2 separate regions of the Zea mays genome follow, and region 2 is linked to region 1. Evidence: chromatin contacts called from public Hi-C data. All regions are on one chromosome and are shown on one strand. The core of a region is the stretch at or near the end of the contact, and the rest is flanking DNA. Distances in the headings are between cores, read along the strand shown.

Region 1 (6,609 bases), core at 2,067-4,566:
TGACGCGCTGTCTCTTGATCTGGAGCCGGTGATAAGTGAGCAAGGATCGGGTCGTCGCATCCTTAGTGGCGCGCTACATCGGCGCCCGGGTGTAGTGAAAAATGAGCAAGGGTCTTTGCATCTTCCTCGGCGGGTGCGAAGGGTAAGGAAGCTAGTCGAGCCAACTAGGGTCCGTGTAGGCAGTTGGAACGTAGGTTCCTTAACAGGTAAGTTACGAGAAATAGTTGACGTTGCGGTGAGGAGACGGGTAAATATTTTATGCGTTCAAGAGACCAAGTGGAAGGGACAGAAGGCGAAGGAAGTGGAAGGTACAGGTTTCAAGTTGTGGTACACGGGGACTGCAACAAACAAGAATGGAGTAGGCGTCTTGATCGACAAGAGCCTCAAAGATGGGGTAGTAGATGTTAAGAGGGTAGGAGATAGAATCATCCTAGTCAAGCTGGTCATTGGAGACTTGGTTCTCAATGTTATCAGCGCGTATGCTCCTCAAGTAGGCCTTAATGAGAACTCAAAGAGAGAGTTCTGGGAAGGCCTGGAGGACATGGTTAGTAGTGTGCCAGTTGGCGAGAAGCTCTTCATAGGAGGAGATCTCAATGGTCATGTGGGTACATCTAGCACCAGTTTCGAGGGTGTACATGGAGGCTTCGGCTTTGGGACTAGGAATCAAGAAGGAGAGGAAATCCTGAACTTTGCCCTAGCCTATGACATGTTTATAGCAAACACTTTCTTTAAGAAGAGGCAATCCCACCTGGTGACCTTCAGTAGTGGCCAACACACTAGCCAGATTGATTTCGTCCTCTTGAGAAAAGAGGACAGGCATGCCTGCTTAGATTGCAAGGTTATACCTGGAGAGTGTGTGGTAACCCAACATAGGCTTGTCGTTGCTGACTTCCGTTTTAAGATTCGTTTACAACGAAATAAGCATAACAAGGTCACTAGAACAAAGTGGTGGAAGCTTAAAGGGGATGTGGCCCAAACTTTCAAGAAGAGAGTTATCGAGGAGGGCCCTTGGGCAGGAGAGGAAGACGCAAATATCATGTGGAGGAAGATGGCGACATGCATCCGAAAGATAGCTTCAGAAGAGTTTGGGTTGAGTCAAGGGAACAGAAGGGAAGTTAAAGACACTTGGTGGTGGAACGAAGATGTCCAAAAGGCTATCAAGGAGAAGAAAGATTGCTACAAACGCTTACATCATGACAAGTGTGCAGAAAACATAGAGAAGTACAGGATAGCGAAGAAGTCTGCAAAGCGAGCGGTTAGTAGAGCCCGGGGTCAAGCCTATGACGACCTTTATCAACGGCTGGACACAAAGCAGGGAGAAAAGGATATCTATAGGATGGCCAAGATTCGTGAAAGGAAGACAAGGGATGTCAACCAAGTCAAATGCATCAAGGACGAAGCAAACCAACTATTAGTGAAGAGTGAAGAGATCAAGAACAGATGGAAGGAGTACTTCAACAAATTGTTCAATGGAGGGAATGAGAGTGCTACAATAGAATTGGACGAACCATTCGATGACAACAACAGGGGTTTTGTACGAAGGATACAAGAATATGAAGTTAAGGAGGCGCTAAAAAGGATGAAGGTAGGAAAGGCGATGGGCCCTGATGGTATCCCTATCGAGGTATGGAGATGTCTTGGAGACATAGCGATAGTATGGCTGACTAAGCTTTTCAACACCATCTTTCGGGCAAACAGAATGCCCGACGAGTGGCGGCGGAGTACATTAGTACCAATCTTCAAGAACAAAGGAGATGTTCAAAGTTGTACTAATTACCGTGGAATTAAGCTCATGAGCCATACAATGAAGCTATGGGAGAGAGTCATTGAACACCGCCTGCGAAAGATGACGAGCGTGACCCAAAATCAGTTTGGTTTCATGCCCGGGAGATCAACTATGGAGGCCATTTTCTTACTAAGACAACTTATGGAGAGATTCAGAGAACAAAAGAAAGACCTGCATATGGTCTTCATAGACTTGGAGAAGGCTTATGACAAAGTACCTAGGAGTGTAATGTGGTGGGCCTTGGAAAAACACAAAGTAGCAACAAAGTACATTAATCTTATTAAAGATATGTACACTAATGTTGTGACAAGTGTCCGAACAAGTGATGGAGACACCGATGACTTTCCAATTAACATAGGACTACATCAAGGGTCGGCTTTGAGCCCTTATCTTTTCGCTTTGGTGATAGATGAGGTCACAAGGGACATACAAGGAGTTTTACCGTGGTGTATGCTTTTTGCCGATGATGTGGTACTTATTGAGGAGAGTAGGAGTGGTGTTTCTCAAAAGTTGGAATTGTGGAGGCAGACGCTGGAAGCAAAAGGTTTTAGGCTTAGTAGGTCTAAAACAGAGTATATGAAGTGTGATTTCAGTGCCATGGGGTATGAGGATGGCGATGTTAGTCTTGATGGGCAAGTGGTACCCAAGAAAGACACTTTTCGTTACTTAGGATCAATGCTTCAAAAGGAGGGAGACATCGATGAGGATGTCAGTCATAGAATTAAAGCCGGATGGTTGAAGTGGCGACAAGCTGCGGGTGTCTTATGCGACCACCGGGTGCCACGCAAACTAAAAGGCAAATTCTACAGGACAGCAATCCGGCCGGCTATGTTGTATGGAGCAGAATGTTGGCCCACTAAAAGACGACATGTCCAACAACTAAGTGTGGCAGAGATGCGTATGTTGCGCTGGATATGTGGCCACACAAGGAGAGATCGAGTCCGGAATGATGATATACGAGAGAGAGTAGGAGTGGCGCCAATTGAGGAGAAGCTTATGCAACATCGCTTGAGATGGTTTGGACATATCCAACGAAGACCTGAAGAGGCACCAGTGCATATCGGAATAATTAGGCGTCCCGAAAATGTGAAGAGAGGTAGAGGTCGACCAACTTTGACGTGGACAGAGGCTGTGAAGAGAGACCTGAAGGAGTGGAATATTGACAAAGAGCTCGCCGCAGATAGGAAGGGGTGGAAGTGTGCAATTCACGTGCCAGAACCCTGATTGATAGTTTCGCTTTTCCTCCTTAATCGTTTGACCTTTTCTTGTGTCCATTTTAGATCTTGCTGGTCCTTGTGGGTTTTATCTCTTTTATGTGTTTCCCCGTTTCGTTGTTTTCGGTTCTCCTTTGCCTTTGTTTCCCTTTTCTGTTCTTTGGGGGTTGAGCTCTGAGGTTTTCATACGGGGTTTCATCTCTAGCCTACCCCAACGTGCTTGGGACAAAAAAGGCTTTGTTGTTGTTGTTGTTGTTGTTGTTGTATAAATAGAATGTATATTCCGTCTCCAAAGTCCAAAGCAGTTGTTCCTCGCCGTCTCGGGGTCTCGGCCTCTCCTCGGTCTCTCCTCCCAGATCGGGCCATCCAGGTGCTACCGCTCTTCGCCCCCTCCACTTCACCGCCGCCGCGTAGATCCGTCTCCGCCTCCTGGAAGCGCTACCAGTGGACCAACGCCGAGCCGGCGGAGTTAGCGGCGTTAGGGTTGCGGTTGGGAATTGATTGCGGGGGACGCAGCGGTGGCGCCTGGCATGGCGGGGGCGCCCGGGGTCGGGCCGGGTGCGGGGGGTGGGGGCGGCGCCGCTGCGGGGCTCAAGACTTACTTCAAGACGCCCGAGGGGAGGTACAAGCTGCAGTACGAGAAGGCGCACTCCGCGGTGCTGCACTACAGCCACGGCGGCAAGACCGTCTCGCAGGTACGGATGGGAACTGGGAAGTGCGCTTCTGCCAGGGGGATCTACGCGGATTGCTGCGGTGGATGGATGCTTTTGGTAGGCTTTTCATCACTGCCGATAGGATTTTGATTGGGGTTGAGGATCCGTCTATTTAAGGTAAATTTACGGTAGCGATCGTAGTCATGGGCTTGGTACTACAGAATAGAATCATCTTGGGCATCCTGGGCTATTTAATTTAGCTGCTCGTTCGTTGGTCGGTGAAGTTGTGGTTCAGTTTGGTTTCAATATAAATGAATGGAAGCTTTATGTCACTGAAGAGTAAATGTTAGTGCCTTATGTTGGTTCATTTCTGTATTCTGCCATACGTTTTGGATTTCTACAGTTTGATAATAAGCTTATGTTCTGATTGGGAAATAATTTACCATGGCCATTGCTTTGCATCATCGCAGTTGACAGTGGCATACCTCAAGGAGAAGCCTGCTAGCCAGGGCTCTCAGCCATCAACACCAAGCGCCAGCAGTGGGATGCGGTCTGCAGCAGCAAGGCTGCTGGGCACTGGGAATGGGAGCAAGGCACTTAGCTTTGGTGGCGGTAATGGTGCAAGCCGAGCTGTTGCTGGAAGCAGCCGTGTAGGAGGCGGCCTTGGTACACCTACAGGCCTTGGTGGATCACAGGGGGGCACAAATTATGATGGCAAGGGTACATATATTGTATTCAATGCTGCTGATACACTATTCATCAGTGATCTCAATTCCCAGGAGAAGGTATTCACTATTCAGTCATTTTACTGGAATGGATGCAAGCCACACAGTTTTTGATGTCTTGCTTTTTTCTGATCATCTGTTTACTTGCACTAGGATCCACTAAAGTCCATCCATTTCAGCAACTCAAACCCACTGTGCCATGCATTCGACCCAGAGGCCAAAGAGGGACACGACCTGATCATTGGGATGGGATCAGGGGATGGTTAGTGGATGATTAGTTGAGTACTTCAAACTGGACTGTGCATAAGTATGGGATCTTCATTTTCATTTCTGTTGTGGGCTGTGCAGTCTATTCAATGTCGCTGAGGCAACAGTTACAAGATCCTGGAAGAAAACCCGTGGCAGCTCTACATTACAATAAGGGTGATAAAGATGTCTCACCCAATGGAAGGTATGCTTGAAAGTTCCATTATTAATTTGAATGACACATCTGATACATATGGTCTTTTCAATTTATCGACGTTGTTCATAAATATTTAGATTACATGTTTGTTTATATTACTGCTCTGTGATTTTGATATCATATTTAGACATGATCAAGGTAGCATAGGTACATGTCTGGTAATATGATACATGAACCCATTATTCGTATGTGGTTTTAAGTTCAGAACTTCAGAATACAGATATGAGGCAAAGTTTAGTAGCTAGAGAAGTTATCTGCATCCACCATGATTCTAAGCCTTTTTTAGCTTTCTACTCTAGAGTTCTGACGTAAATGTGTACTTCAGTAATGCTATGAATCTAATCCTAGTGGAACCAGTTCTTCTCGCCCTTCACAGCGTTGTGGCAAAGCAATGTGTTCTATGTCTATATATATTCCTCGACTGCTTTCAAGGAGCACCTTCAAAGCCCAAAGTCCCAAACTTGCTTTTGTTGCCCGAAGCAACTTATTTTGAAGTTTGGATAATTAATTCTTTGCATGCTCATCCTCTGGTGACAAAAGCAGCTGCTTGCATGCCTTTGAATCCTTAAACTTGTTTCTTGTGAAATTAAAGAGATAGTAATCTTAACTGGCTTCTCTGAACTTCTTTCAATGCACCCAAGTTATCTAAAACTTGATACGGGTGCAATAAGCATAATGTTGCTTTCTTTTAGTCCATCTGGATGCCTATCTTATTCTATTTATTTAACGTAGTTTTCTAACCAAGATTTGGAAATAAATCTTTTGCAGTCGTTGCACTTCTGTCGCATGGGTGCCAGAGCGTGAAGGCATTTTCGTTGTTAGCCATTCTGATGGAAATTTGTACGTGTATGATAAAGTGAGCAGCTGCTAATTATAGAGCTTGATAATAATTTGGCAGACTTTATTTTGGACTTTTGGTTGATTTTGAATTGATGCTCTATCTTTGTTGTTTTCAGAACAAGGATGGGAACACAGACTGTACGTTTCCAGCTGTCAAGGATCAGTCTCAGTTTATGGTTGCACATGCAAAGTCGAGTAAGGTATTTTAGGTTCTTCTGTGATTGCTTTCCTAAAGTGCATTACTTTGGTGAAGCAAGATGCTTTAGCCATTAGCATCAGTTAACATTATAACATGTGCTCTTTTTGGTTGTTGGTACTCCCTTTGTCCTAAATTAAAATTCGTTTTAGTTAATTACTGGGTTCATAGAACACTTGATGTATGTGTTTTATATGTGTGTCTAGGTTCATCTTCATCTATTTGAATACAGACATAAAAACCAAGAGCTAAAACAACTACTATTTTGGAATGAGGGGGTATTAGAGAATGTCTTAACCTTTCAGCTCTACACAGCATTTTATTAGATACTAAACAGTGCTAACTACCATATTAATTTTCCTGTCAAAGTTGCACATAATGACACAAATCTCAAGTATTTATGAGAGCACTCCATTAAAATGATTCCAGCTGTAGAGTACCTATGCTTAAGTGACTGAACTATTTGTTGCATGGAAAACAGTCATCCATGTGCCTGAACTTTGACTTGTGGTTCCGATTGGGTTTCAACTCTAGCCTATCCCAACTTGTTTGGGACTAAAAGGCTTTGTTGTTGTTGTTGTCCTTTAGAACTTAGAAGCGTCATTTTTTTGCGTAATTGATTTATGCTTGCATTTCAGTGTTTGGTTCTAGCATTCATCAACATTTTTGGTAGCACGCTGTCAGCCTTGAACGCCATACTTTTGTAGTACCTCCACATGGGCAGTGTTATTG
Region 2 (5,884 bases), core at 593-3,092, 160 kb before region 1:
ATATAAGCACCAGCAAGAATTTTCGTTAACAGAGGAGTAAGGAACACTGCAGCAAGAGTGCTGCAGACAGTCATCACGACGGATAATGGAACGTCGCCTTGAGCAACTAAAGTCACCTGAACCACTATACTAAACAATTAGGTAATAGAGAATGCATGATAAAAACAAAAAAGAAATAGCGTTGCTTAACCATGTGTGTCCAATAGACTACCAATACATCTGGGATTAAAAAAGGATCATGATACTGGAAAACAGAAATGTTTATAATTGTTAACTAATTGCAATAGTTTTTTGTTTTTTTTAAAATCAAAACCTGTGGAGCATTGTCATGTAAATTTATATGTCAAATGTGTACATTTCTGCGTGTAGTGCATTTCTTGTGTTTTCTCTAGGGAAGTGTGGTTCAGGATTTTCTCCCTGGTTAATCTGCGGCATTTTCTCCCCCGCAAGGGCTGATTTGGTTTTCCAAGATTGGTGGGCTAATTTGGAGGGCAAGGTCCCTCATGTGCTGCGCAAAGGGATTAACTCCCTTGTGATGTTGTTGGCATGGTGGCTTTGGAAGCAGCGGAATAAATGTGTGTTTGAGGGGGATGCTCCTAGTGGCAACCAAATTATACAGAACATCAAAGACGGCGCTCAGAGGTGGTGTCTGGCGGGTGCCAAAGATCTGTGCACCATCTGGCCTTAGTTTAGGGGCAGTTGTTGATGTCTTTTGGCTGTCTTCTATATGGATGTTTATGTGTATTTTTGTTTCTGGCCACCGTAAGGTCGTTTTTCTTTTGCTTTTTACTCTGTACTCTGGTCTATTTAGACCATTATTGACTTATTGTTTCTTCTATCTTCGTAATATATTTAACGCGCAGTTCTCCTGCGCGTTTTAGAAAAAAACGTTTTAGAAAAAAAACCAAGTAGTCTACTACTGTTGGCATCTCAATTTCAGTGTTCAACGAATACAAGAGTATGAACTCAGAATTGCATAGATATTCTTAATTTGTCCATAGAAATAAAAGAGAAGGGGGAAAATTTCCCCTCTCTAACAGAAATTGGGAGTGTAACAAACTGGGCTCAGCTGACAGTCTTACCACATTGGATGCAGTTCCTCCAGGACAGCATCCCAGCAGGATGAGGCCAGCTGAGAGCGACGGGGGAAGCCCCAGCGCGTGGCTAATGATAGCGCCAAACGCAGGCATTATGGTGTACTGGGCGGCACACCCGAACAAAATCTGCAGCAGGAAAACACCTTGTTGAATTGAATCAACCAACCACCGTTCGGATATCCATTCACGGTTGCACTTGCACGGGGGGAGAAGGAGATCGAGCGAGAAGGGATACAGGTCCGCCGATCCAGTCACGTACGGCGAGGGGCCTGTCGCGGAGGAGGGCGGCGAAGTCACTGAGCTGGAGCGTGAGGCCCATGGCGAGCATGATGAAGCCGAGCGTAGCGGTGTAGGACCCCGGCGCCAGCGCCACGAACCACCGGAACGCCTCGGGCCGCGTGAAGGCCACGGAGGCGCCGGCTGCGACGTAGGCCGGGTACAGCCCCGCCGCGGCGGACAGTGCCGCGTGCCACCGCGGCGCGGGCGCGGCGGGGCCGGTGGCCGCGAGGCATTGGACTTGGAGGAGGGCGGGAAGGCGTAGGCGCCGCCTGGAGAAGGGACGAGGGAACCTTGGCCTCGGTGCGAGCCGGGAAATGGAGTTCTCGGCGGGGATGGGTCGGAGGGGGAGGGGGAGGGGGAGGAGGAGGAGAGGAGCCATGGCAGGCGCTGGCGTGGCGGCTGGCGCACGGTGGTTGGTTTTTGTCCGTGGTGCGCGCACGAGTATTTCTCTACTAACTACTGAGTCTACAGTGTAGACTGCTCCCGCCGATTCCCTACCCTGCGGCTAACTATTGAGTCTACAGTGTAGACTGCTCCCGTCGATTCCCTACCCTGCGGATTACGCGCACGCCCGCCCCCCCCCCCCCCCCACCGCGATTCCCCTCCGTACGCGCGCGGATCACGCGCCCGCCGCGCAGGCCCCTACGAATCCCGCCGCGAAACCCTACGCGCGCGGATCACACGCCCGCCGCCATGCCCCTACAAATCCCGCCGACCGGCGCCACTACAGCACACCCATCGCCATGTCGCTCCCTACGCCCGCAACGGCCGCCTCCCTACGCGTGGGTGACCGGCAGCACCTCGTCTCTCTCGTGTGCCAATGGCGCCGCCTCCATCCTACCCGGTCTCCGCCTCCGTCACCGCGTTCGTCAAGGTGGAGGACGCCCCAACCCCTTTGGTGGCCTCCCCGACGGCGCTGCCTCTGTCCTACCCGACCTCGAGTTCATTGAGATCCAGAAGGAGCAGGCGCAAACTTCTCCGTGCACGGGAGGTCAAGCGGAGTATGCGCGAACTTCTTTGTGTTGTCGCAGCGCGACCTCGGCCAGCGCAGGGCGCAGCCCCGGCGGCACGGGCGCGGCCTCCCGGTCACGGCACGGGCGCGTGGCCGGCGACCCGACCCCGGCGCGGCGGCCCCCGTCCCCGACGAGAGCGAGGCGCGGCCTCCGACGCGCGGGCACGGCCCTTGGCGGCGTGGACGCTGCCCCAGAGGCACGCGGGCGCGGCGGCCCCGTCGAGGGCGCAGCCGTGGCATACGGGCGCGCGGTGACACGGCCCCAGCCTCGGTACGACGGGCGCGACCCCATCTAGGCGCGGCCTCGAGCTTCGTGGCCATCTCCTTGGGCAAGGCGCGAGCACGGTCTGCATCCGCGCAGGACCGTGCGTGGACAGAGCGGCGTCCACACCAGTGCGTGCGCACTCGCCGCGTCCTACGGCGGATCCGGCTGGTGCCTAGACGCCTGGAGTCTAACGGTTGGTGCTCGTGTCGCACGGCAACGCGATGATGGAGCAAATCGGAGAGCCTCGGTTCGCCCTCCAATGTGAGTTCATCTCTTTCCTGCTACTCCATTGCCTCTTCTATAATTACGATGTTAGTGTTCTTTCCTGCGTGTGGCTGGATTGTCACGGTTGTACAGCTTCCCGAGCCGCCATGCTAACTTCATGGAGGAATTTGGTAAAATGGGTCGCTCGTACTTGTCGCTCTACAAAATACACCGCTTCAAGCTAACCTCGTAAAAAAGGGTCGCTCGAGTCTGCGCGCTCGCCAAAAGAGGTCACGAGTAATTTTGGAGCACCTGACAGATGGGTCCACAAATCTTTGTGCCGATTCTGCCCTTACGGCCTCAACGCACGCCGTCTGTTTCCCATTTCTCATCCTTCTCTGTCTTCCTCTCACACGCAGCGCCATTTCCATCTTATCCAGTTTCTGAGGTTCTCGGGGCACTTCATGGCCCCCAACTGGGGGCAACACCGACTGAAATTGATTAGCACTGCTTTCTTCAGTCTCCAATATACTACAAGGGTCTAAAGCACTCGATGGCTCCATTGAGAAAATGTTGGGTGATAGTATGGCCGTTGCTCAAACTAAAACCATCAGTAGAAACTTGTGTGGGCAACTGGTTATACTGATTTTCATGCAATGATGGAGATCCCAAATTGAATGGATGTGAAGGGTTTTCCACAAGCGTTTCATTGTCACAAGTATGGACATCCTTCCAGTGTTCATATGCTTGCTTCACTACTACACGTGCTTCGGCCTGAAAATAGGCAAACAACAAACATGTAAAAACACATGGTCCAGGTCAGAAAAGGTGGGCATATAAGGAAAATGGATGAACTTGTTTAAAGAAAACCTGGAAAGCGATGCAACATGGTTACCTTCTCCTTTTCAGTAAAGTCATCAACAAAAACATATTTATCAGATATTAACCCTGTTACTTCTCCAACTACATTGAATACAACACCAGCTTTGTTTAGACCATCAGGATAGTAGTGATGCACTTTGTCAGTTAGAACACATGTTTTTGCATGTTCCACACTGGCCTCCCACATCTTTGTTGACATGCCACTACCTAATATCTGCACAATTTGGACATAAAGCAGGGTTAGTAATACACATGGATACTTATATTTATTCTTGGCCATTTTTGTATGTGATATCTTTTTGTTCAAGCAGTTTTTTGTGCTTTATAATTTCAAAGTGTGCAAGAGTGTCCAGAATGTCTTCACATGGCCTCACTTTATGAGATACTACTGCTTTTATGCAATATACTTTTGTTGTGTTGTGTGCCTGATAAGTTGCACCATAATATTTCTTACTTTAAGGACAAAGGTTCTGATGAGGTTGTATTCAAGGCCATGGGGAGGGCTATCAATAAGACTGTCATGGTTGTGGAATTGATCAAGGTACTCCTTATGGCTCTGGTGCTTGCTAATATTACTTATCACTTGATTCTAATTGTTACTGTTATTACTGTGAAGAGGAGGATTGTTGGCCTCCATCAGAATACCACCACTGGATCTACTGATATTACTGATATGTGGGAGCCATTGGAAGAAGGCCTACTTCCGTAAGTGACTTGTTTTTATTCCGGGATAGAACTATAACTGCACATGAACCCGTAATTTTGGAGTTCAAGATTATATCTCTCTGCAGGCTTGAGACAACAAGACATGTCTCTATGATCACTATAACTCTTTCAAAGAAGGAGCTGGACACATCATCTATCGGGTATGCATACTGCACTCTTTTGTCAGCTGCATTTAATGACTTTCTTTGCCAGTTTGTCTTAACCAAATTCTATGGTTTTCTATGCCATGAACTCACATCTCGCTACGTCAAGTCTGTACTAACTATTAAGGGGGCAGTGTAGACTGCCCCCGTATCCCCGCCTACGAATCCCCCGCCGCGAAACCAGCCGTCACCCGCACGCCCTCACGCTCCGCGAATCCCCCGCCGCGCCTCAAGCTCCGCGTAGCCCACCCTTCGCAATCCTGTTCGCCTTTTTTCCACCGCCAAACGCGCCCCTCCCCCGGCATCGCAGCTTCTCTCGCCTCCTAAGACGCATCCCTCGCCCCCATCACAGCCGCGGGCTCGCGCAAGCATCGCCCCTCCCCTCCACGGCATCGCAGTCGCGGGCGTCTTCCCGCTTCTCTCGCCCAGCCCTGTCCCCGCCATGCTGGCACCCGCCCGAGGCACCCGCAGGAACGCCATCCATCTGGGTTCAAGAGGGCCGCCGCCCCGTTATCGTCCTCATCACTAACGCCCCGTTATTCTCTTCGCCGTGAGTGCCTTATTCGATTCGTGGATGCGGCTGCCTGCAGGAGCTGGAATTGTTGAGCGATGGGGCCAACGTGTACAAGCTCATCGGACCGGTGCTGGTCAAGCATGACCTCGCTGAGACCAAGGCCAACGTCAAGAAGCGCATCGAGTACATCTCCGCAGAGCTGTCAGTCGCTTTCAGCTGTCCTACTTTGCGGTTTCATTCATCAGCTCATGGTGTAAAATTCGTGTTCTTGTGCTCACCTTGTGGAACTGCCTATTTTGCAGGAAGCGGATGGATCGGGCGCTCAAAGACTTGGAGGAAAAGCAAAACAACAAGAAGGAATCGGTATGTTATTGCCCCTTATTTTTTACTGTAACTTTTACTAGGTGGTATACAAAATTTGGTGTCTGTAATTAATTATCTATTCAAATCTGTTGAATTATGCTCGAGTTCAGTAGCCGAGTTGAATTGTATGTTGAATTAATTATACTTGTGCTCATCTTTGTGATTTTGTGATCCACTATAATATCTGTTTATTCAGAACATTCCAGATGTTTACCCTTTTCAGAATCATAGTTGGCAGTACCATTTTTGTTATAATATCCTTTATGTGGAAATTAAAGTATGCTCCCGAAAATCCCAAATTTGAGCGCAGTTGTTATAATCTGCAGGTGGCCGTGTAGATTCCGGGTTGTGCTCCACCGGCCTGGCACCCATGCGAGTAGCGGTGCGAGCAGCGGTAGT

What was found. A called contact is a pair of places that touch in the nucleus more often than the background predicts.
Region 2: a contact with region 1 is called in a Hi-C map of leaf, with 4 times the contacts expected there. The contact joins the promoter of LOC100285991 here to the promoter of LOC100280352 in region 1. A contact is called at or near these places in 11 of 25 Hi-C or Micro-C datasets (ear, endosperm, leaf and 2 more) and 1 of 3 datasets of contacts at active chromatin or transcription factors (leaf).

What each region holds. Positions count from the first base shown.
Region 1 is chr3:142,343,938-142,350,546 of Zm-B73-REFERENCE-NAM-5.0, reverse strand. It overlaps LOC100280352 (Transducin/WD40 repeat-like superfamily protein), which reads left to right and starts at 3,316. Exons shown (of 11, transcript NM_001153278.1): 1 at 3,316-3,695; 2 at 4,124-4,438; 3 at 4,532-4,640; 4 at 4,727-4,829; 5 at 5,610-5,697; 6 at 5,798-5,881. The coding sequence starts at 3,531.
Region 2 is chr3:142,500,218-142,506,101 of Zm-B73-REFERENCE-NAM-5.0, reverse strand. LOC100285991 (bile acid sodium symporter/ transporter) reads right to left here and starts at 1,842. Exons shown (of 7, transcript NM_001372350.1): 1 at 1,357-1,842; 2 at 1,083-1,223; 3 at 1-116. The coding sequence starts at 1,755. LOC103652231 (ribonuclease P protein subunit p25-like protein) reads left to right here and starts at 4,174. Exons shown (of 3, transcript XM_008677862.2): 1 at 4,174-4,280; 2 at 4,356-4,444; 3 at 4,531-4,747. The coding sequence starts at 4,233. The coding sequence ends at 4,747. LOC103650649 (a long non-coding RNA gene) reads left to right here and starts at 5,215. Exons shown (of 2, transcript XR_564302.2): 1 at 5,215-5,323; 2 at 5,425-5,469.